Linked DNA regions of Mus musculus: region 2 is linked to region 1. Evidence: chromatin contacts called from public ChIA-PET data. All regions are on one chromosome and are shown on one strand. Each heading gives the region's core, a stretch centred on a gene start, on an enhancer-like site or on the middle of the called end of the contact. The rest is flanking DNA. Distances are from core to core; before and after follow the strand shown. Region 1 holds the start of Lgals9 (lectin, galactose binding, soluble 9). Region 2 has its middle 39 kb from the start of Lyrm9.

Evidence for each region. ChIA-PET counts read pairs in DNA pulled down with a chosen protein or histone mark.
Region 2: an RNA polymerase II ChIA-PET map of effector CD8 T cells shows a contact between it and region 1, with 24 read pairs. The contact joins the enhancer-like site here to the promoter of Lgals9 in region 1. A contact is called at or near these places in 4 of 39 promoter capture datasets (the 3T3-L1 cell line, embryonic stem cells, epiblast stem cells and 1 more), 1 of 484 Hi-C or Micro-C datasets (bone marrow-derived macrophages), 2 of 115 datasets of contacts at active chromatin or transcription factors (effector CD8 T cells and embryonic stem cells) and 3 of 9 other capture datasets (adipose tissue, liver and pancreatic islet).

The regions. Positions count from the first base shown.
Region 1 is chr11:78,982,807-78,986,612 of GRCm38.p6, reverse strand. It overlaps Lgals9 (lectin, galactose binding, soluble 9), which reads left to right and starts at 1,689. Exons shown (of 10, transcript NM_001159301.1): 1 at 1,689-1,835. The coding sequence starts at 1,797.
Region 2 is chr11:78,863,183-78,867,280 of GRCm38.p6, reverse strand. No RefSeq gene overlaps it. Among named protein-coding and RNA genes, the nearest start is that of Lyrm9, 39 kb to the right of the region's middle. Within about 2 kb of position 2,205, at least 76 of the 459 cell types and tissues checked have an H3K27ac peak or open chromatin away from gene starts, as enhancers often do. A contact at or near this core is called in effector CD8 T cells, where this site is marked.

The DNA.
Region 1 (3,806 bases), core at 440-2,939:
CAAGATAACCGTCTTATGACTGCATGGTTGAAGGCAGAAGGTAGAAATATAGGCAAGAGGTCAAATCTGCAGCTGCATGTCTTTTGCTAAGCCACACCAGTCCAAGGAAAAGAACCAGTCCCCAAACCGAATCAGCTCCCATGGTGCCGGGTACACTTCCCAACACTGATGCTGTGGGAATAAGTTTGCAGCCCATACTTCTCTGGGAATAACGACCACAGCTTTGTCACAGCAAGCTTGCTCCTAGCTAGCCATAGTGCAATCCCAAAGTCCTGAATGAGTCCAGGTAAGTCTGTTTTCCTGGCTCCCCAGTCCCACCCCCACCCCAAACCTGTCCTGCAATTCTTTGCTTCACTGATTATTTCCCTTAACTCATAACCTAAGCTGCAGGAGCTGGGTTTTGGTTTTGTGTTTTTGTTTAAGGCAGGGAAAGGCTGGTGATGTAGTTCAGTTGGTGGAGTGCATGTCTAGCTCATAGGAAGCCTTAGGTCCTAACCCCGGCACCATCAGGTAGAGGTGAGTCATAGGTATAATCCAAGCACTTGGGAGGTAGAGGCAGGAGGATCAGAAGTTCAAGGTTGGGGCTGGAGAGATGGCTCACTGGTTAAGAGCGCTAATTGCCCGAAAAACAAAAACAAAACAAAACAAAAAACAAAGACAAAAACAAAAAACCAAAAAAAAGAGCACTGACTGTTCTTATGAAGGTCCAAAGTTCAAATCCCAACAACCACATGGTGGCTTACAACCATCTGTAATGACATCTGACATCCTCTACTGGTGTGTCTGAAGACAGCTACAGTGTACTTACATATAAATAAAAAATAAAAATTATTAAAAAAAAGAAGAAGTTCAAGGCCATCCTTGGCTACATACTGGGTTCAAAGCCAGCCTGGTCTACATGAAGAAAAGGAGGAAGTGGGGAGGGAGGAAAGGAGGAGGGAGCAATTATGTATGTTGTAGACTAGGCATGCTGGGAATTCATGATGGGTCATCTCTCCTGGCTTCAAAACTATTTCAAATATTTCCTAGGGTCTCCTCCCTTGTCACTTGGAATATTCTACTGTGTCCAAAGTATGTTTCCTCTTCTTACCCCAAAACAGAGGGACAGAGGGGAGAGACAAGGAGAACAGACAAATTCACAGGCAGATGGCAATGAAGTTCCCAGGGCCCCCACATAGTCCACATTAACAACCTCAGCGGTGGTGTGTTTCTTGCAAAATAGCTCTCCATGGTTAAGCTTTCACACCAGGGAGAGATGCTTCTTGGAAGCCTACAGCATCACAGAGATTTCGGAGTGCCCGTAAGGAGTTGTGTAACCTTGCTCATGCTGCCCCTTGGTCTTTCTGAGCACTGTTTTCTCTGCACATACAAAGGTCTGAGGAAGGTCTTTTCCACGGATGCCCACCCAGAGGACAAATGAAGGCTCAGCTCTGCTAGATGGGGTGAGGAAGCAGGCTCAGAAGCACAGCCACTTCTGGCCGAGGCTGTCGAGGAACGCCTGCTGGCCATGTGACTGGTTCTCTGGGCAGAGCACAGGAAGGGAAAGTCAAGGCAGAGCAGGGAACACCCAGTGTCCACTGGTCCTAGGTCCTCCCACTGAGTCCCACCTCCAGCCCTCCACCCTGACATCAGCTTTCTTTTTCTCTAGACACTTCCCTCAGCCACTGAGCTCCTCCCCTTGAAGAAGTGCCAAATAGCTGTGGTTTCTGTTTCCTAGCTCAGCCCTGCCCTGCGCAGAGTTCTGTCGTCCACCATCGAGTGAGGAAGAGAGCATTGGTTCCCCTGAGATAGAAGAGATGGCTCTCTTCAGTGCCCAGTCTCCATACATTAACCCGGTGAGTTGTGGGATGCAGTTGTGGGGTGATTGAGGAAAAGCTAACGGCCACATCCAGGGGAAGTTGCTCTGGACCTGTGGGGAAACAACGGAGTGGCACAGATAGAGGGTGGGGTGTCCTGCAGACAGCACATAAGGGACAAACATGCCAGGCATGTCAGCTGGGTCATCCTGATGCAGCTCGTGTCTCATGCTAGGCTTGCTGTGCCTCTGAGGACCCAAGGGTGCCACTCACTATGATTTATGAGGTGAATTAACATGTGCCTGTTCCATGCTACCTGGTAGCATCTACAAAGGAAGGAGACGGTTTATATGATGATGTGGATGGGCTTGTTGGGGGTGGGGGGAGGTAGCAGGTAGCAGATATTCACATGACACTTAAAGTGTCTGCCTTAGAGAGGATCTCTGTTCAGCCATTTACAAACTAGGTGATGTCGCACGCGCAGTACTTTCTCCTCTCTGTATCTGTAAAATGGAAATAATACTTAGTCTGTCTCCTGAGGTTAAAACAAGGAGAAAGCAGATAGCACACGTGGGTGTTTAAACAGCACCTGGAACATGGAGGTGTCTTGGGAGTGCACGGGAGGGGAACAGGGAAGCCCTCCCCTCTGTTCTCCAAGGGCCACATCAGAATTCACCCAAGAACACTTCCAGAGTGTGTGCAGACAGGCAAGTAGGGACTGTCTTTTAGTGCAGGGTGCAAAGGGCTGCCTTGGGCTCCTTTTTCCACCCCCTGTCTATAGGTGGTTTTGTTTATACACTAGGAAGCTTAGTAGCCACACTGTAAGTGGAGACACTGAGACTTTGAGAGGTCGAGGCCTTGCCACATGTCCTCAGATGGTGGGTGACAGCGAAGGAAAGTGCTTTTCCCAGAAGAGGGGATGCTCATGGGGAGATGGCAGTAATGGAGACGAAAGTGATGCTCCCAGGAACCTTCTGTAGAGTCGCCGTGTGTGCAGGTGGGAGATAGCAGGGTCTGTAGGTGAGCTGGCTGCCAGAGCCCAGCGTCAGAGCCTGATCTAGCACGGCTCTGGGCTTTGCTTGGGGCTACCAGTGTCCTCAGCCACAGGGTTAAGGCTTCTAACTTGGGACCTGCATGGAAGGTAGATGGGAAAGCTAGAAGGGACTGTCCAGTGTCTCTGTGGGGCCTTCAAGGGCAGGACGTGTCACAGGGGCATGATACACCCACTCTGGTTTCCCACCAGGCAGAGCTGACAACTTGAATTTAGAAAGTAGACTTTTCCCAGCACTAGGGAGGCAGAGGCAGGCGGATTTCTGAGTTCAAGGCCAGCCTGGTCTTGAACAGTGCCCCATCTTTAAAACAATCAGAAAAAAAAAATGAAGGAAAAAGCAATATTTTCAATTATGAAGGGAAATCCTCCCACGGGGGAGGGGAGAGGTTAAACAGGTCTTGGTGGGAGACATGGAGGCTATGTCGCCGTAGCACTGGGATCACAGGTCCTCCTACCTGGCTGGTCTCACTCAGTGACCCACTGACTTCTGCAGCTGTGGGTCACACGTCCACTGAAGTGCTGACGTTGTACAAAAGTCATGTGACTCCTGTCCTGCAGAGGAACAGTATTGTCACAGCCTGAGGGCCATGTCATGGACAGGCTTGGTTGCTGACTCCCATGAGGGTCCAGAAGAAGATGGGACTGGGCAGTATGACTCTCTTGTGTGACCCTGGTGACCAGGGGCCAAGGGCATGTATGTGCTTCCTCATGAAAGGGAGCCTATATCACCTATGACGGAGAACATTGGTTCTAGTGTCTGAACCCCAGGCTTGTCGTTAACCAGCTGTGTAGCTTTGGGCAAGTTACTTAATTTTCTGCACTTCCGTTTCCTCGCCCACAAAGACAGTAAAACCAAAGCTGTTAGGATGCTTGAGGAACTGTCTGGGTCTTTGAACTTCTGGGACGGCTGGGCCTTCTGGCTTGAAAATATGCCAGACACTGCTGGTATCCAGACTGTG
Region 2 (4,098 bases), core at 956-3,455, 120 kb after region 1:
TTCACTAAGAATGTCTCCATAACCCACTACTTATTACAGGATGGCAGTTCAAGAGTTTGAATTGGGGGCTGTAGAGATGACTCAGTGGTCAAGAGCACTGACTGCTCTTCCCAAGGTCCTGAGTTCAAATCCCAACAACCACATGGTGGCTCACAACCATCCGTAAAGAGATCTGGCACCCTCTTCTGGAGTGTCTGAAGACAGCTACAGTGTACTTAAAGCATACAATAAATAAATAAATTTAAAAAAAAAAAAAGAGTTTGAATTGTCCTGCTTATTCTCTATTAAGGTTGCATGTGTGTGTCGGTGTGATGTGTGTGTGTCCCTTTAGTGTTTTATAGATTTAGGGACACATTTGAGAAAATGGGTACGTGCACCAGAGTAAATAGGGATGGAAAATCAGTTCATAAACTGATTTTCAAAGGGGACCTTGTAAGAGTAAGAACAGGTGTTCCCAAAAATCGTAACGTTTTTGTTGTTAAAAAAAATCCCAGTATTAAGGATGAGTCACCTCCCTAGGAGTTAGTGCCACCGAGGCCCTAGAGCTCTCTAAAACAGTAAAAGCTATCACCATTGCTATTGGCTGCCCTCCAGAACTGCATGACAAGACTCTATTGCCAAAGATTCCTGACTAGGGCTTGGAGTAAAGAGACCAGGAGAGAATCACAGCCCAGTGTACTACTTAATGTAGGCTTCATGGAAGTTCAAGATAGCCTGGGTCAGCTACTGCAGTAGTGGCACAAATGTTATGAATAAAACTGGCTTTCTCATTGGACTTAAGGCCTCCTCTACAGAGGGATGTCACATCAATACAGGAAGCTTACATGAATTTTATGGCAAGGGAAGTCACAGGCCCCAGTGAAAACCAACTGCTATTGCTTTGGTATGAGTATGATGTGCTGGCTAATGTACTTCCCCACATTTTGTTTTTGTGGCTGTAAACATGACTGCTATCCGATCTCTATGAGTTTGAGGCCAGCCTGGTCTACAGAGTGAGTTCCAGGACAGCCAGGGTACACAAAGAAACCCTCCTGTCTTTTTAAAAAGGAGAGAGAGAAAGGGAGGGAGGGAGGTAGAGAAAGAGAGAGAGAGAGAGAAAGAGAGAGAGAGAGAGAAGGGGAGGGAGGGAGGGAAGGAGGGAGGGAAGGAATGAGGGAGGGAGGAAGGGAGGGAGGGAGGAGAAATTTATGGTTGTGGATTCCTAAGACTATCTGAAATATGTGTTCCCCAATGGTGATAACCCACAGGTTGGGAATCATTGTAGGGGAGGTCAAACATTCCATCCTGCAGAGAAGCCCTGTAAAATGGGAAGTAAACAACAACAAAAAGAGCTTCAGGAAGTTCCTGAAACTGACTACATTCACTAAGTTCCCCTCTGTCCAAGAGTAAATAGTAAGACTGCTGAGAGTCACTCTCAGACAAGCTAGACTGAAAAGAAGTCTCAGATAATCCCGGCTGCCTGGAAAGAAGCAGAGACCAGCCAAGCAGCGTAGAAGAAACCAAGAGAGCTGAGCTGCCTGCTGTGAGACTCGAACAAACTGAGCCACCTGAAAAGGGCACTGTCCAACCTGTCCAACTGTTCAGCTATGCAGTGTGCTCCAAGTTCCCAACTTTTGTGAGCTGTCACCCATGTTGGGGTGGGCTCTGGTGAGTCATTTCTATTCCTGTAAGTAACCCTTTACCCATATTCCTGTGAGTAATCTCAATAAAAGTCATTGCTTCACCAAATTGGACTTTGGTGGATTCCATACTTTGCCACCAGTTCCTTATCTGGGGAGAATGGATATTTGTTCACGTCTCATCAGGAATATCATTTCACAATATCCCACCTCCCTTGGGACTTTTCTGCCTTTCTCTAGTTCTTCACGTGTTTGCCACAGACTGCCCCATTATGGCCTCTTGATGCTTCAGTTTTCTTTTTGTTTGCTCTGGGGACAATAACCTGTGTTGCTTCCATCTCCTTCACACAGAGATAGGCAATGAATGGCCAGGGAAAGGGGCAAGGTGGCCTGGAAGACTCACCGGGTTAGGATTATTGGATAATTATGATCCTTTAGAGAGTTCCTGACTCTAGGCAGGTCCCTAGCCAATGTGAAGCAGAGGAGCAGGCTCTGTCCCCTAATTCCAAGGACAGTAAAGTGTCACTGCTTCCTGGGGCTAGACATAACCATCTCCATTGTGAGGATGTGGTGACTCGTCAGACCTCAGCCCACAGTCATGACAAAGACAGAAACAGAAAGATGTGGCAGACAGCTAGGTAGTGTTGACTGGGCTCCTGTTCCCTCTTAGAGAAGGTAAGGAAGAGTTACAAGACTCTTCCCTGACCACAAGATTCCCACTGTGGGTAACCTTAGCCATGCAAAAGATGAGGGAAAAACATGAACTGGGGGGAGGGATTTTTTGGTAGCTGTCAGTGAGTCACCCCCACTCACAACCCCTATAATGTATCTTTAGTCGGGTCTTCAGAAAAGCCACAGGACAAGGGGAAGCTCCTGAGACACTCAGCATGTGGTTTCCTGCCCCCCAAGTCCATTTCCTCAGTTCTCCAGTAAACTCTTTCATAACAAACAAACCTCTAAAGAGGTTCGTCTGAGAGGACAAGGCCACAGACTGTACCCAGGCCTTCATACAAATAAATTCACTCGGGCATTTTAAGAAGAGGATCCACTATAAGAAATGAGAGCATAAAGAGCCACCTGAAAGGGTTGGGGCTGTGGCTCAGTTGGAAGAGTGGTTGCCCAGCCTGCATGAAGCCCAGATTTGAGCCACAGCACTGCATAAACTGTGTGTCCATCATCCCAGAAATTGAAAGGTGACAGCAGGAGGGTGAGAAATTCAAGGTTGTCTTTAGCTACATGAGTTCAAGGCCTGTGTGGAGGCTACATGTGAGAAACCATCTCCAGAAAAAGCAATAACAATCTATTGGAAGGATAGAAGGCCAGAGAACAATGGTAAGACTGTGGCTACCAGCCTCCAGACTCAGAAGCCAGCCCTCCTGTACAGACAGAACATTGACCTATAATGCCAGGCAGGAGATCTACAAGCTTAACTGAGAAAGACTATCTTCTGTCCATCAATGCCCATACCTGCAGCTCCTATCCATCAAAGTCCACACCCGCTTGCTGCTGCATCTACCACCACATTCATTCTTTCCAAACCTCACCCAAGAGCCACCAGAATACCAGCTAAGGATTGCTTAACAACAGAGGGAGACAGGAGGGGCCTGTAGGTCAAGAGGAGAGGAACCTACACAGAAACCTCAAGTCTAGACAGCAAGAAAGTTCACGCAAGAAAGTCCATGGTATAAAACTGCCATGGCAGGGATTGGAGAAGGGGTGTGGTGGGACACGGGTTCTTCGGTTATTGACTTTATTTTAAATTTTTAAATTTATTTTCTATTTCTTATGTGCATGACTGTTTACCTACACTTATGTATGGGTACTGCATGTGTACCTGGTGCCCATGAAGATCAGAAGAGAGCAGAAGTGGAGTTACACATGGTTGTGAGCAACCACATGGGTTCTGGGAACCAAACCTGGGTCTTCTGCGGGAGCAACAAGTGCTCTCAATGGCTGAGCCGTCTCTCTAGTCCCTGGATATTGGCCTTTCATTTAATCCCACCACACTATTCAGTAGCTGTGTGGTCCTAAGTGAGCTGATTCATTTCTCTGGGCCTTCTTAATTCTTCCATCTGGAAATCAGGGTCACTGATAACACTTCTTGGAGAAGTTTGAACTAAGAGCTTCAAGCCAAGCATCTGGCAGGGATAAGTTCTGAGTACATGTAACCTACAAACTTCATTCTAGAATTCTCCCTTTCCTCTCTTTCCCATTGCCGCTTCCTGCTAACATTTGTTTCTTTGCAGACTCTACAAAAGTAGCATTTAAAAGGCTAGAGAAAGGACTGCAGGTAACATGCTGGCTAGTTTCCCAGAGGACCCAGATGTAGCTTGTCTTTTGCTACTTTGTGGGTTCTTCTTTCTTTCGCCCTTCTCCATCCTTTTTCTACCCTGACACTAAATAGGAGAGAAAACAGGATAGAATAGAAAGTGGGTGATGTGATAGTTAGACTACTTCCTGCTGATTGGGGATCAAGTCA